2 separate regions of the Lactuca sativa genome follow, and region 2 is linked to region 1. The links are chromatin contacts, called in public Hi-C maps. All regions are on one chromosome and are shown on one strand. Each heading gives the region's core, a stretch centred on a gene start, on an enhancer-like site or on the middle of the called end of the contact. The rest is flanking DNA. Distances are from core to core; before and after follow the strand shown.

Evidence for each region. A called contact is a pair of places that touch in the nucleus more often than the background predicts.
Region 2: a contact with region 1 is called in a Hi-C map of seed, with 2.6 times the contacts expected there. The contact joins the promoter of LOC111882116 here to the promoter of LOC111882099 in region 1. A contact is called at or near these places in 2 of 4 Hi-C or Micro-C datasets (leaf and seed).

The regions. Positions count from the first base shown.
Region 1 is chr4:193,476,975-193,483,656 of Lsat_Salinas_v11, forward strand. It overlaps LOC111882099 (zinc finger protein BRUTUS-like At1g18910), which reads left to right and starts at 3,141. Exons shown (of 13, transcript XM_023878462.3): 1 at 3,141-3,575; 2 at 3,839-4,060; 3 at 5,600-5,794; 4 at 5,867-6,198; 5 at 6,637-6,682. The coding sequence starts at 3,342. It overlaps LOC122197381 (a long non-coding RNA gene), which reads right to left and starts at 3,229. Exons shown (of 2, transcript XR_006190770.2): 1 at 3,097-3,229; 2 at 2,905-2,951.
Region 2 is chr4:193,640,291-193,647,251 of Lsat_Salinas_v11, forward strand. It overlaps LOC111882116 (pentatricopeptide repeat-containing protein At1g18900), which reads left to right and starts at 3,240. Exons shown (of 2, transcript XM_023878483.3): 1 at 3,240-3,399; 2 at 3,938-6,545. The coding sequence starts at 3,941. The coding sequence ends at 6,331.

The DNA.
Region 1 (6,682 bases), core at 1,891-4,390:
CCATAGACCAAATATGCCTAGGATTCATAAAGTCTCAAACTTTATTACTTGGGACGTCCATAAAGCTCTTAATCCAAGGTCTTAATCCAATAAGACCTATCTATAACAAATGTGAGACTACCAAAGCCCTTGGGACCTCATTTTTCTTACTCAAGACCTCTCTTAAGGTCTAAAAGGACAGCTAATCTCAACCAACTTGAAACATGCATCAAGATGAGGGTTTTTGGGACAAGAATGATGTTAAAACTTCACTAGACATATATCTACACAATATGATTGCCAAGCTAGAGACTTTTTACCTCAAAAGAGCCTCAGAATATGATGTCTTTCCAGATCTACAAGCTCCAGCCACACAACTCCTTCTTTGACAACTTCCTCTTTCTTCTTCAAGACTCTCTTTTGCCAAAACAAGCTTTCCAAGGCCAAACACACCCACAATGGAGGTGGGACTGCTATCTAGGGTTTCTGAGGTTAAGAGAGTGCTTATGGAGGCTAGGGTAAGAACCATTATGTTCCTTATATAGTGGCTGACCCTAAATTTAGGGTTTCTAGATGACAGACGTACGCTGGGCGTACGCCAAGAGACCTCCGTGTTCCTTTCCTCCACTACGTTGGGCGTACATCCAGCTTACGTTGGGCGTACCCAGCCAACCACAAGCGCGCATGCAAGGCATGCATGGTGCCCCTTTGTTAATCCCCTCCATCAAGCCGTTCCCGCTAAAGTCTATATCCACATCAAGGACCGAAACGCCCTTACTCTTGCTCTCGGGATCCCATATATAGATATTTCAAGAACGGGGCGTTACAATTGTCTATCAATCGGTTGGATAAATATAATAAAAGTTGAATAAATAACAAAATGTTAGTTGTACATTAAAATGTTGAATATATAACAAAACAATGGTTATTAATAAAATGTTAAATAAATAAAGGTTGCTTATATATGAAATGTGAATATTTATGTGATGCGCAGTTCTTTATATGGTATTTGGTTGATCATATATGTTTTTTGGTAGAACCGTGCTTAAAAATATATGAATGTATGTGGTCGAATATGAGATTAAATAATTATGATATACAGTTGTTTTCTTAGAGATATTTGTCTATCATTTTTATGTTTCATCATAAAATGAATTATTGACCTTGTATGTTATGTCATGTACCAAGTCTGGGGACCCGTGCTTATAAAGCATGTCATGGCATTGAGCAATGTTAATGTCTTAGTTCTACTGTTGAGATAGAGGAAATGAGCTGAGTCCCACATGTTTTTACTAAGAGATCGATCTTGTATTTTATATCATGTACCAAGTTTGGCGACTCGTATGCCTTAAGCTTGACAAGTCAGTATCATTGAACTTGTCGATCCATTCTCCAAGCAAATGTCATTGATCAAGTATGATAGTCAGACAAGGTCAAAGGATCAACTATGATAGTCACATAAGGTCAAAGGCAATAGATTTGCAAATGAACTGGCTTGAGCATATTTAATTTAGTTTGTTTTGTGTTTCGGAACTTAAGCAATACAAGTCTTTGTTTGTTTTGGGATCATTAAGTGGAGACCTTAATTAGTCATTTCATTAGTTAATCATTGTGTTCCCCGTTTACATGTTTAGTACCACTTCAAGAATATTAATTTATTCAAAAATCAAACATCAATCCTAATCTTGTTCAATATTGACCCCTTTCCATTTGAAATCATATAAATTATTTTTCTTTACATTTGAAACCGTGTATATATATATATATATATATATATATATATATATATATATATATATATATATATGTATGTATATATATATATATATATATATATATATATATATATGTATGTATGTATATATATTTATTTAAAAACCACATTTTTATATAAATACAATGTTCTTTTTACATTTAAACCATAATGTTATGTACAAATATATTAATTATATTATAATCGTACTTATCATCAAATAGACAACTTTTATATGAGCTTGGAGATGCAAATAGTAAGATAATCTAATTTAATCTCAAGAACACGAGGGTTTGGGGTTGCTTTAATTACCAAGTGACCGTTCGTTATATATATTTATGATTTTTGGTTCTTACATATATATACTTTTTCTCCACTTAACATTACTATGCAAAAATCTTCTCTCAAAGAATATCAAAGAGGCTAAATGTATTTTTGTTTCGGAATTTTAGATTTTATATGAAATCCAAATTAAGTTTTATTGGATTATCCAAAATGTGGTTTCAAGTTAATCAGTTATCTTGTCACGCCAGCGCCACATAATCAAACAATATATGAAAAATACAGCTATAATATAATTAATACATATTTATAAATAACATTATGATTTAAATATAAATAACATTGTATATATACAAAAAAAAGATATGGTTTTAAAATGCAAAAACCATATTATCAATAAAAAAATATATTTATGTGGTTTCAAATATAAAAAAATTATTTATACAATTTCAATTGTAAAAAAACAATATTAAACAAGAAAATGAAGTGTCGTTTTTAAAACGTACAAAATTAAAAAAAAATGATGTTCGATTCGGAATAAAAAAATGACAACATTAAAAAAGAAATTAAAAAAAATAATGTTCGATTTTGAACAAACTATGTGCCAAAATTGAAAAAAAAAACATAGTTTGAAAATTTACATCATCATAACACGTCAACAGACAACCTAGTCAATATAGTTAAAATTATAACAAATTAATAAATGAAATGTTAAATGTAAAAAATAACATAGACTCAAAACTTTTATGAAAAAATTTTCAATTTTTTATTCCTAAAATGGGTGACAATAATTGTCCTTAATTTTTTCATTATTTTGTAATACAAAATTAAAGAAAATAGTTTTTTCTTTTCTCTAAATATTATTTGATTTAGGTCTAGAGGCGCGTGCAAAGAGTAAACCGTGGAACAGCATGTTCAACGCCTCTTCATCTCTAACCTACAGACAAACGTGGAAGCATCCCCCCGTTAAAAAATAGGAGGCGAAGGCCGTTAGGTACAACATCTCAATCATCACACCGTCGTTACACAAACGACCAAATTTAATAATTCCAAAAATAAATAATTAAAAATAAATAAAATACCGCACGAAGCTTTGAACGGCCAATGCCAGAGAGATAATGCCTGAGACTCTGCAGTGGTCGTTATATTCACCACAACTTCCATGCCGGAACTTCCCTTTGTCTCTCTCGTCGTTTTCTGTGTTATGCGGCGGTGGTCGACGTTTTTATGGCTGACGACGACTAGCTCAATTCCGCCCCTCAGGAGGAGGCGGAGATACCGCCTGAAGTAATCGCAAAGCGTTGACATCTCCCTCTCTCTCAGTCTTATGTCGTCGGCATTTGAACTTGCTGTTATCCCTGGTGTTCGACTCCGTGAAGCTCCTGTTCTCTTGTTGTTGCACTTTCACAATGCTCTTCGTGAAGAAGTTACTGACCTCCGTCGTACTGCGGCGGAGGCGTTGGACAGCAGGATCTACGGTGTTGACTTGATTCAGGAACTCCGCCGTAGATTTGAGTTTCTGAAGCTTGTTAATAAGTATCACTCCGTTGCTGAAGATGAGGTTTCTTCATTTTCCTGAATCTGATTTCTGTTTACTAATAATTTAACACCGACACTAATTACTCTATGTTGAAACCACCGTCGAATAGCTTATTACCTTTTTCATGAACTTTTCCCTCGGGTTGACTTTTAAACTTTGAATTTTTCTGCTTATAATTAAGGATTTGTTTCGAATTGATTGTTTGTGAGCTAAATGCTTAAGTAATCCAATTGACTATGATGATATTTGAGGTTTTTAGGCACATTTCACTTGATTAATTTCAGGTGATTTTTAGAGCTCTGGATGTACATGTAAAGAATGTGGTGTCTGCGTATTCACTTGAGCACACAAGCTCAGAGGATATTTTGGACTCGATTTTCCATTATTTAGATGTTTTGGAGAAGGAAGATGAAAGGTCTATTTCCAAGCCATTTCAAGAACTTGTGTACTTCATCTGTACATTGCAATCCAGCATTTGCAAACATATGGCCAAAGAAGAAGAACAGGTATGACACACATTCTTGCTTAATGCTCACAATCATATTAAATTGGGTTCCTCATTTGTGGAGATTATGGGCATTTGTCCTGAGATCCCATTTTCATTTGTACGATTATGCTACATATATACGTACTAATTTGGCATGAGGTCCTTATGCTTGAAGGAAACAAAGACCATGATTAAACAGCTCTGTATAAACACACATTACCTTCTAATAGACTTGGCTAACTACAAATTTGGAATTATTTGCACTGAAATATAGTACAACTCTGAAACTTTCCCTTTAAATATATCATAACAAAAACACAATATTATTGAATTTCGGAATATAGATACCAATTAATCTCAACATTCCACAATAAGTTAAATGCATCCAGTCTTTTGCAAGGGTTTCGTTAGAATATCTGAAAATGTTGCACTCTAGGATTATGGATCAATCAACTACAGAAACCAAAACCTTTTCTTGGTAGTTAGCTTGAATTCGATGGCCTAATTTTATGAATCAAAAGACAAAGATTAGGGTTATGTGGAGAGATCGAGATTGAAACGAAAAAGGAATGCGAGAAAGATCTGTTTGTAAAGAACAGATGGCCAGACCCAGAGCAGTGGTTGCCACCTCTACCTGACTGACGGGAGAAACCATCCAAACGCCGCAATGCCCGCCATTGCCGTCACAGCCACCGGAACAAATTCCACCACCGCTGCCACAAATATAAAGTCTGCTGCACACAACAGCAGAATAAAGTAGTGTAGCGGTGATTAAAACCATTGCAGTTGTTGCAAACAGAGTAAGGGCGATAAGTGGTCCTCCGATGGCGACGGCGGCAGGAGATTCCGGCGATTGCCTAAACCACCGCAATCTTTATAATCACAAGCCCACAAATATCTCATCTTCGTTTCATTGCCTACACCTTAACCCAGTGGGGTGCGAGGGGTTGCAGTGTCGCCGGAGATCTGTTGGAGAAGACCCAAAACCTAAACAGGCAATAGCCGGTAAAATTCTACATTTTGGTCGGTATTATTGACCCTTGTTTAATTCAGTTTTTTCAAAATAGAAGAAGCTTATTAAAATGATCAAAGATAGATGGGTTATTATTACAAAATGATTGTGGTTTAAATAAATACATAAAATGACTATGAAGATAGAAGTTTGTGAAATATTTATTTAAGAAACTTTTTTTTTTCTGCAAAATCACTTGACTTTTCATAAAATGTTATGTGATATAAAGTGTAAGCTGACATAGTATGTGCAAGAGATATAAAGTTAATTATCTCCTATCTCTACCACCACCATACGTCTGTTCAAGTGATATAAAGTTTTTAAACTTTCATCTTTCGTAGAGAGGTCTATTATCATCCATGACTTAAAAGTGTTGAGTCAGATAATGAAATGCTAATTTGTTCAACGTGGATTCCTTACAACCATATCCTATTAAGCTTTACACTGAACTTCTCTTGTGAACTCCATTTAAATTTACTACTTGATCATTATTCGACTCAAAACACATCATTGGTTGAATTCATATGAACATTTACAATGGAACAGGTTTTTCCATTGCTGACTCAGCAGTTCACTACAGAGGAACAGGCGTCATTCGTCTGGCAGTTCATCTGTAGTGTTCCTATGTTACTCTTAGAAGACTTTTTTCAGTGGATGAACTCCTTTCTCTCTTCAGACGAAAGGGAAAATGTTCTACAATGTCTTAGAGAAGTTGTCCCTAAAGATATATTCCTACAAGAGGTATATATAAAGATTTAAATCTGAAAACAATTGTTTTATTTAATTTTTTTGACATATATCCATTTTTTGAAGGTTGTAATATCGTGTCTTAAAGCAAAGGAGGAAAATACGAGTGTGGACTTTGATAAATATGGAAAAGGGTCTTTATTCCTGAATGGGCAGGCGAATTTCCGGAAGATTCTAGAAGTTTATTCATCCGAGGGTGATGTTGAAGAACATCCAATCCCAGGACCTATTCAATACAGTCCATGGGATGGTGCACGTTTATGGCATGCTGCCTTTAGTAAGGATCTTCTAGATGTTTTGGAGGAGCTATATTCAATTCAAGATTCGAATGATTTTTCTGGCCTAGTTCCTGCAATTGTGCAGTTAAAGTTTTTTGCTGATGCCATCATATTCTACAGGTAATAATATATATAAAATAGAATCAATTAATTAATTTATGAAAAATTTACATGATTGGTCCTTACGGTTTGGCAGAATTTACATGGTGAGGACAACTATCAAAACGTCTACACGTTTGTCTCTATGGTTTCGGTTTTTACTTGCATGGTCGTGTTTGTCCCTAATTTGATTTTTTAACTTTTTAATTATAAACAAAAAGAAACGTAGTTGGACCCCACCACTCCCACCTACTCATCCACCCCTCTTATTTCGATCATTTGGACAAGAACCACTTCAAAATTGCAAGAAATTGAAACGACAGGGACCAAACGGGTAAAAGTTTTGATAGTTGTCCTCACCAAATCATGGGACCAATCTTGTAATTTTGTGTTAATTTTTTGATTTGTTGAAACTTCATGCTTGATGCAGAAATCTGATGAATTATTTAAAATTTTCAGCAATGCATTGGATAAACTGTTCTACTCTATGTGCATTGAATTGGCT
Region 2 (6,961 bases), core at 1,990-4,489, 160 kb after region 1:
GATATATTTTTCCAAGGCAAAAGGGGTCAACAAAGGCTGATGACGGGGATTTACTACATACCAGATCCTAAGAACAATATTATTAGTCTCAGACAAGCAACCGAAGCCGGATGTGATATTTGAATGAAAGACAACTATTTGACCATGCATGATGCTGATAGTTGCTTATTAATGAAGGTACAAAGAACTCCAAACTGCCTTTATAAAATAAAATTACAAATTGGAGTACCTATTTGCCTTCATTCGAGACTAACTGAAAATACGTGGTGATGGCATGCAAGACTTGGGCACATCAATTTCGAGTCAATGAAGAAGATTTCCAAGAGGGGTTTAGTCAAAGGGTTACCCCAATTTGATCATGAGAATCAATTGTGTGAGTCTTGCTTGGTGGCCAAGCAAACAAGAAAGTCATTCCCATCTATGACGACATACAAAGCAAAACGACCATTGGAATTAGTTCATGGTGATTTATGTGGTCCGATCACGCTGGCAACCAAGGGTCAAATTTGATATGTCTTCACACTAATTGATGATTTTTCATGATTGATGTAGATTTATCTCATGAAAGAAAAAAGTGAGGCATTTATACACTTCAAAAATTCAAAGCTTTGGTGGAGAATGAAATTAGAAAGCCTTTAAAAGTGTTTATAAGTAATCGAGGAGGCAAGTTTACTTCTCTCGAGTTTAATTCTTTTTGTGATCAAAACGAAGTCAAACGCTACTTTACCGCCCCATACTCTCCACAATAAAACAGAATTGTGGAACGAAGAAACTGAACACTTATGGACATGAAATGAAGTATAATTAAGGCAACGCGTGTTCCAAACTACTTATGGGGAGAAGCGGTAAATCATTCTACAAATCTAATCAAACATGTCTATACAAGAGTCCTTGGTGCTACAACTCCATACGAAAAGTTGTATAAAAGAAAACCGAATTTAGAAAATGTTTGTATATTTGGGTGTCTAGCATATGCAAAAGTTGAACCGGTGAATCTAAAGAAGTTGGATGCAAGATCAAGACCACTAGTGCATGTTGGTTCCAAACTGGGTACAAAAGCTTATCGATTATTTAACCCGACGACATAAAAAATAATTGTGAGTCAAGACGTTATTTTTGATGAAACCAAAGGGTGTGATTGGATTAAAGAAGCAGGTACCAACGATGAAGAATCAGGCTCATTCATAATACCATGGGACTACCCAGAAGACGAGATGAACAACAATCAAGGAAACAATGTAAATAACAATCCAATTGAACCAACTGAATCAGATCATGAGTTTGGAGGCGGAGCGGAAGTACAAGATAATGAACAACCAAGTCCGGTCAATAATAATATTCAACAAGGAGCTGCAAACCAAAAGCCCTTGAGAACAAGAGTACCTCCAAGGCAATTTCAAGATTATGAGCTTGATCTTGATAATCTCGAAGAATTTCTTCTTATAACGAATGATGAGCCGATATCGATTGAAGAAGCGAAGAAAGAACCAGAGTGGGTTAAAGTGATGAATGCATAAATTAATTCAATAAACAAGAATAATACTTGGACTCTCGTGAACAAGCCTATGGGGTGAAGCCAATTGGACTCAAGTGGATATTTAAATTGAAGAAAAATGCAGACGACACCATTAATAAATACAAGGAAAGGTTGGTTGCTAAAGGTTACGTGCAACAACCCGATATTGATTTTCAAGAAGTATTTGCTTTGGTAGTTCGAATTGAAACCATTTGGTTTCTTATAGCCTTAGCCACTACTCATGGGTGGGAGCTTCACCACTTAGATGTTAAAACAACGTTCTTACATGTAGAATTGAAGGAAACCGTTTACGTATCGCAACCGGAAGACTATATAAAGAAAGGCATCAAGCATAAAGTATATCGCCTCAAAAAGCACTATATGGTCTAAGACAAGCACCTCGAGCATGGAACATGAAGCTTGATGGGATTTTCAAGAGTATTAAATTTCAAAAGTGCATGAAAGAAACATCGGTGTACCGAAAAAGTGAAGAATCTAACTTGCTAATTTTAGCAAATTATCTTGATGATTTATTTGTCACGGGTAAAAATTATGCTGAAAACAAACAAGTGGAGGTGGTGTACATTCCCGAGGAGGAACAAAAGGCGGAAATTCTTACAAGTTCAAGGAAATACGGAGTGTGATCGGGATTGAAGACGTCTCTAGAAGGACTTATAGATTCGAGGGTGATTGTTGGAATCCTATGTTTGAGGATCAAGCAATCCATTTTATGGCAAGTTGGTCATAAGTTTCCTATTCTAATACAAGTTGTTATGTTAGGCTATATATTCATATCCCTAATTGAGTTTATGATTATGAGAACAGATTGTAAACCATTAGTTTTGAGTTAGTTTTTCCAATTAAGCAAAGAGTGAATTTTGATTACTTTTTGTTTTGCATTCTTGTTTTCTTACCTATAATACCTACCAACAATAATCCTGCTGTTGATGCAAGCCCAATCATGAAGATGCAAACTCTCGATAGACTTAGAGAAACACCACAAATCACCACACTAGTGAAGGACAAGAATAATATGCCATCAACCACAACGATGAGTGAGTCTCGAACTTAGAATAAGCTTCAATAAAAGACTTTGAGGCATTCATCATTCTTCTTATTGTGTATTATTTCTCATCATCATTCTTCTTATTTTCCCCCCAAATCGTCATTTTTAATGAAGAAAATTGATTTTTTAAAACGGAAAACAAGTTAGAAATTCAATCCAAAAATATGAACATGTTCAAAATTCAATAAAAAACACGAAGAACAAGTTCAAAAATAATAAACACGTTGGAATTTCGACCTACATATGGATATTCCAAGTGAATAAGAATTTCAACCTAATTTTTCTACAGAAAGAGAATGTAGTTCGATATTTCAAACTACTTTTACAGTAAAATAAAATTAAAATTTGAAATTATTTTTATCATGAAAAAATAATTTGAAAAATGTAAAACTTTGAAATTATTGATTATTTACTTAAAAAATTAAAAATTATCATTACTTCCAACATTATATAAATTTGGACGAATATCACTAATAAATGAGTTAGATTTTAATTTCATGGAACAAAAAATATAATAAAAAGTAGAAAAGAAAAGGTAAAAGGAAAATGAGAGAGGGGTTTGCTAAAAGCATTGTAGGAGTGAGAAGAAATCCGTGAAGGTGGGAACGCGTGGATACCAAAATCAACAGAAAAAATAATCACAATATAGGGTTTACAAACATACCACCAATTCACTCCCAACTAACATAAATAGAAAAATCTCACACAAAACCCCTTCCATTTGTTTGGCCTGCAAAATTAACGCATGCCTTGACTGCTCTTATGGAGAAGTAGCCGCCACATCGTTTCTCTCATCTTCCTCCTCTACCCATCTCAGGTAATGAGCTAATCAATCTTCTTTCATATTTGATTGCATCAATCATTTCTTTTCTCATGTGGTTTCATTCGCCATTGAAATGTTGACTGCTTGGTCAAATGGGGCTACCTTATTGATCCTGATTAGGGTTTTTCTTTTCGTTAAATGTTTCCTAAATCTGTATTATGTTCCATCCTGATCATTTGAAGAAACGGGTTCTTTCTTGAAATTTTTTGGTCTAATATGAATAAATCTTCAGAGCTAAATTTGCCCTGAATTCGATCATTAGAATATCTTGTTGATTGCTCCCTCACAGCCGACACAATTCGTATCCGAATTTTGGGCTCATTTTGGAACCAAAATCGAAATAATTCAGGGCGAAAGGATTGCAAGTATCATTCGATCATTGGGAGTGTAATAAAATAAAACGATCATGGAGATCAATCTTCAATTGGGAGTTTCAGTTTCAAAATTAGGTCTTTTTATGGTAGTAAACGCCTAAATGGCGATCTTTACAAATCTTAGTGTATAACTTAAATTGTTCATACAATTTATGCAGAGAATGTTGCGCACAAAACAGCTAGGTGTTCTTTCCCAATCAGCTAGATCTTTCTTCTTCAGTGGAACAAGATGTAGTGCAGATGGAAGTTCATGCACTTGTCAAGAAGATGAAGCTTGCACTTCCAAAAGGCAAATCCCCAACACAAACAGAACCCGAAATCCACAAACAACATCATCATCCACCTTTGTGCCCAAATCTTCTACTACACCCAATACCAACATAGTTGACCATACACCAAAGTCAAAACCCGATTGTGTAACTTATGCTGATGAAATCGACACCTCAATCCAGCCATCTGGTCTTACAACCGGGCACTTTGTTCGGGCAGGAATCGCAGCAGTCAACTTTCTAAACGATGTGGTCAACTACAAGATACCCATGACCGAAGGGTCAAGTCAAAACTATGTGGTTGACCATGGCCGACCTATTCCAAATGTCAAACCTTACAAAAAAGTTATTCCTGAAAAAACAACTTCAAGTGATAAATCATCGAATGTTAAAGTGTACAAAAAAATTGAACCACAAACATCTGCTCAAAAAAACCCCACAAGTGTCGCGAAAAGCAAACCATCGGGTAAAACAGCCCCCAACTTTCAAAACCAAAACACGAAAAGATCAAAAGATTGTGTAAACCAGTTCATGGTAACACGAGGAATATCAACAAAACCCGTTTCACAACCGGGTCGACAGTTTTCCGGTTCGGGTCATATGGTGGAAACAGTTTGTCAGATATTGAGAAATTCAAAGTGGGGCCCGGGAATAGAACAAGCGTTATGGAATCTAAACGGGTCATTAGATGTATACCAAGCGAATCAAGTACTCAAACAGCTTCAAGATCATTCAATAGCTCTTAACTTTTTCTACTGGTTAAAAACTCAACCCGGGTTTAACCACGATGGTCACACTTACACAACCATGGTTGGGATCTTGGGTCGGGCCAAACAATTCGGGTCAATTGACAAATTACTTGATCAAATGGTTCGAGATGGATACCCCCCAAATGTTGTCACATACAATCGGTTAATCCATAGCTATGGACGTGCAAATTTTCTAAAAAAATCACTCGAGATTTTCGATCAAATGCAAAAAGAAGGGGTGAAACCCGATAGGGTTACATATTGTACCCTAATTGACATCCATGCGAAAGCAGGGTATCTTGATATTGCCATGGGTATGTATCAAAGAATGCAAGAAGCCGGACTTTCACCCGATACATTCACTTTCAGTGTAATCATAAATTGTTTGGGAAAAGCGGGTCATTTAGACGCAGCGTTGAAGTTATTTTGTGAAATGGTTAGTCAAGGTTGTATCCCGAATCTAGTGACTTACAATATCATGATCGCGTTACAAGCAAAAGCAAGAAACTACCCGATTGCTTTGAAGGTGTATCGGGACATGCAAAGCGCCGGATTCGAGCCCGATAACGTGACATATAGTATAGTAATGGAGGTTCTTGGACATTGCGGGTATCTCGAAGAAGCGGAAGCCGTATTTACGGAAATGACCCGAAAAAACTGGGTCCCGGATGAGCCGGTGTACGGGCTTCTTGTCGACTTGTGGGGTAAATCCGGAAATGTCGAAAAAGCGTGGGGGTGGTATCGGGCGATGTTAGACGCGGGGTTACTTCCGAATGTTCCGACTTGTAATTCTTTGTTAAGCGCGTTTCTTCGGGTGCATAGGCTTTCGGATGCGTATAGTTTAGTTCAAAGTATGCGTAGTCTAGGGCTAAATCCGTCTTTACAGACGTACACTTTACTTCTTAGTTGTTGTACGGAGGCTCAAACAGCGGTTGACATGCGGTTTTTTCACGAGGTGATGTGTCTCACGGGCCACCCTGCGGACCGTTTTCTTCGGTCGATGCCCTCCGCGGGCCCCGATGGGCAAAATGTGAGGGACCACGTGACAAAGTTTTTGGATCTTATGCATAGTGAGGATAGGGAAAGTAAACGCGGACTTGTGGACGCGGTGGTTGACTTTTTACATAAGTCGGGGTTGAAGGAGGAGGCGGGGTCCGTTTGGGAGGTGGCGGCGCGGAAAAACGTGTATCCAGACGCGGTTAGGGAGAAGAGCGCGTGTTATTGGCTTATAAATCTTCATGTGATGTCGGATGGGACAGCTGTCACGGCGTTATCGCGTACATTGGCGTGGTTTAGGAGGGAGATGATGTCATCGGGTGTTTGTCCAAGTAGGATTGATATTGTGACGGGGTGGGGCCGGAGGAGTCGGGTGACGGGGAGTTCGATGGTTAGGGAATCGGTTAGGGAATTGCTTAATTTGTTTCGGTTTCCGTTTTTTATGGAGAATGGGAATTCGGGGTGTTTTGTGGGGTGTGGGGAACCGCTTAGTAAGTGGTTGGTTCAGTCGTATGTTGAGAGGATGCATTTATTGTAGGGTTTTTGAGGTTGATTTGATGATCACAATTTTTGGGTAATGGGGTTTAAAGAGGGTTTATGATAAGGTGGGTGGTTTTGATGAAGAGTTTTTTAGTGGTGGGAGTTTTATTTCGCTCTCTTTTGTATGTATGATGAGGAACGATTAAGGAAATATTATTATTATTATTATTATTATTATTATATACCCTATGAAGAGAATTTATGCAGGAGAAGAGCGATTGTTTCTGTTCTTTCGTTTTTAGATTTGAAGGCAAGAGTTCTTGAAAATCTCGCTCCTGATGAAGAGTATATTTGATTTCTAGTTTATTTTTCGAAGCTTGTAGCACATTTGTTTATTTCCTTCTAATTTACTTTTGTAGTCATTAGACTGATCTGGGAGACTTTAGGGAATTTTATTAGGGATGAGCATCGGAACTGGTCCGGCCGGAACCGAACTTGGTGCAAAATAGGAACCGAACCGGACCGCCACTTCTACCGGTTCCGGTTCATATTGGTTCTTGCTGTGTCTTCAATGTTCGAACCGGTCATCGAGAAATAGCAATATATGGTTTCGGTTTTGTCGGTTCTACTGGTTTTTGCCGGTTCTACCGGTTCCCGGTTAAAAAAATCCACAAGAATATCGTTCCGG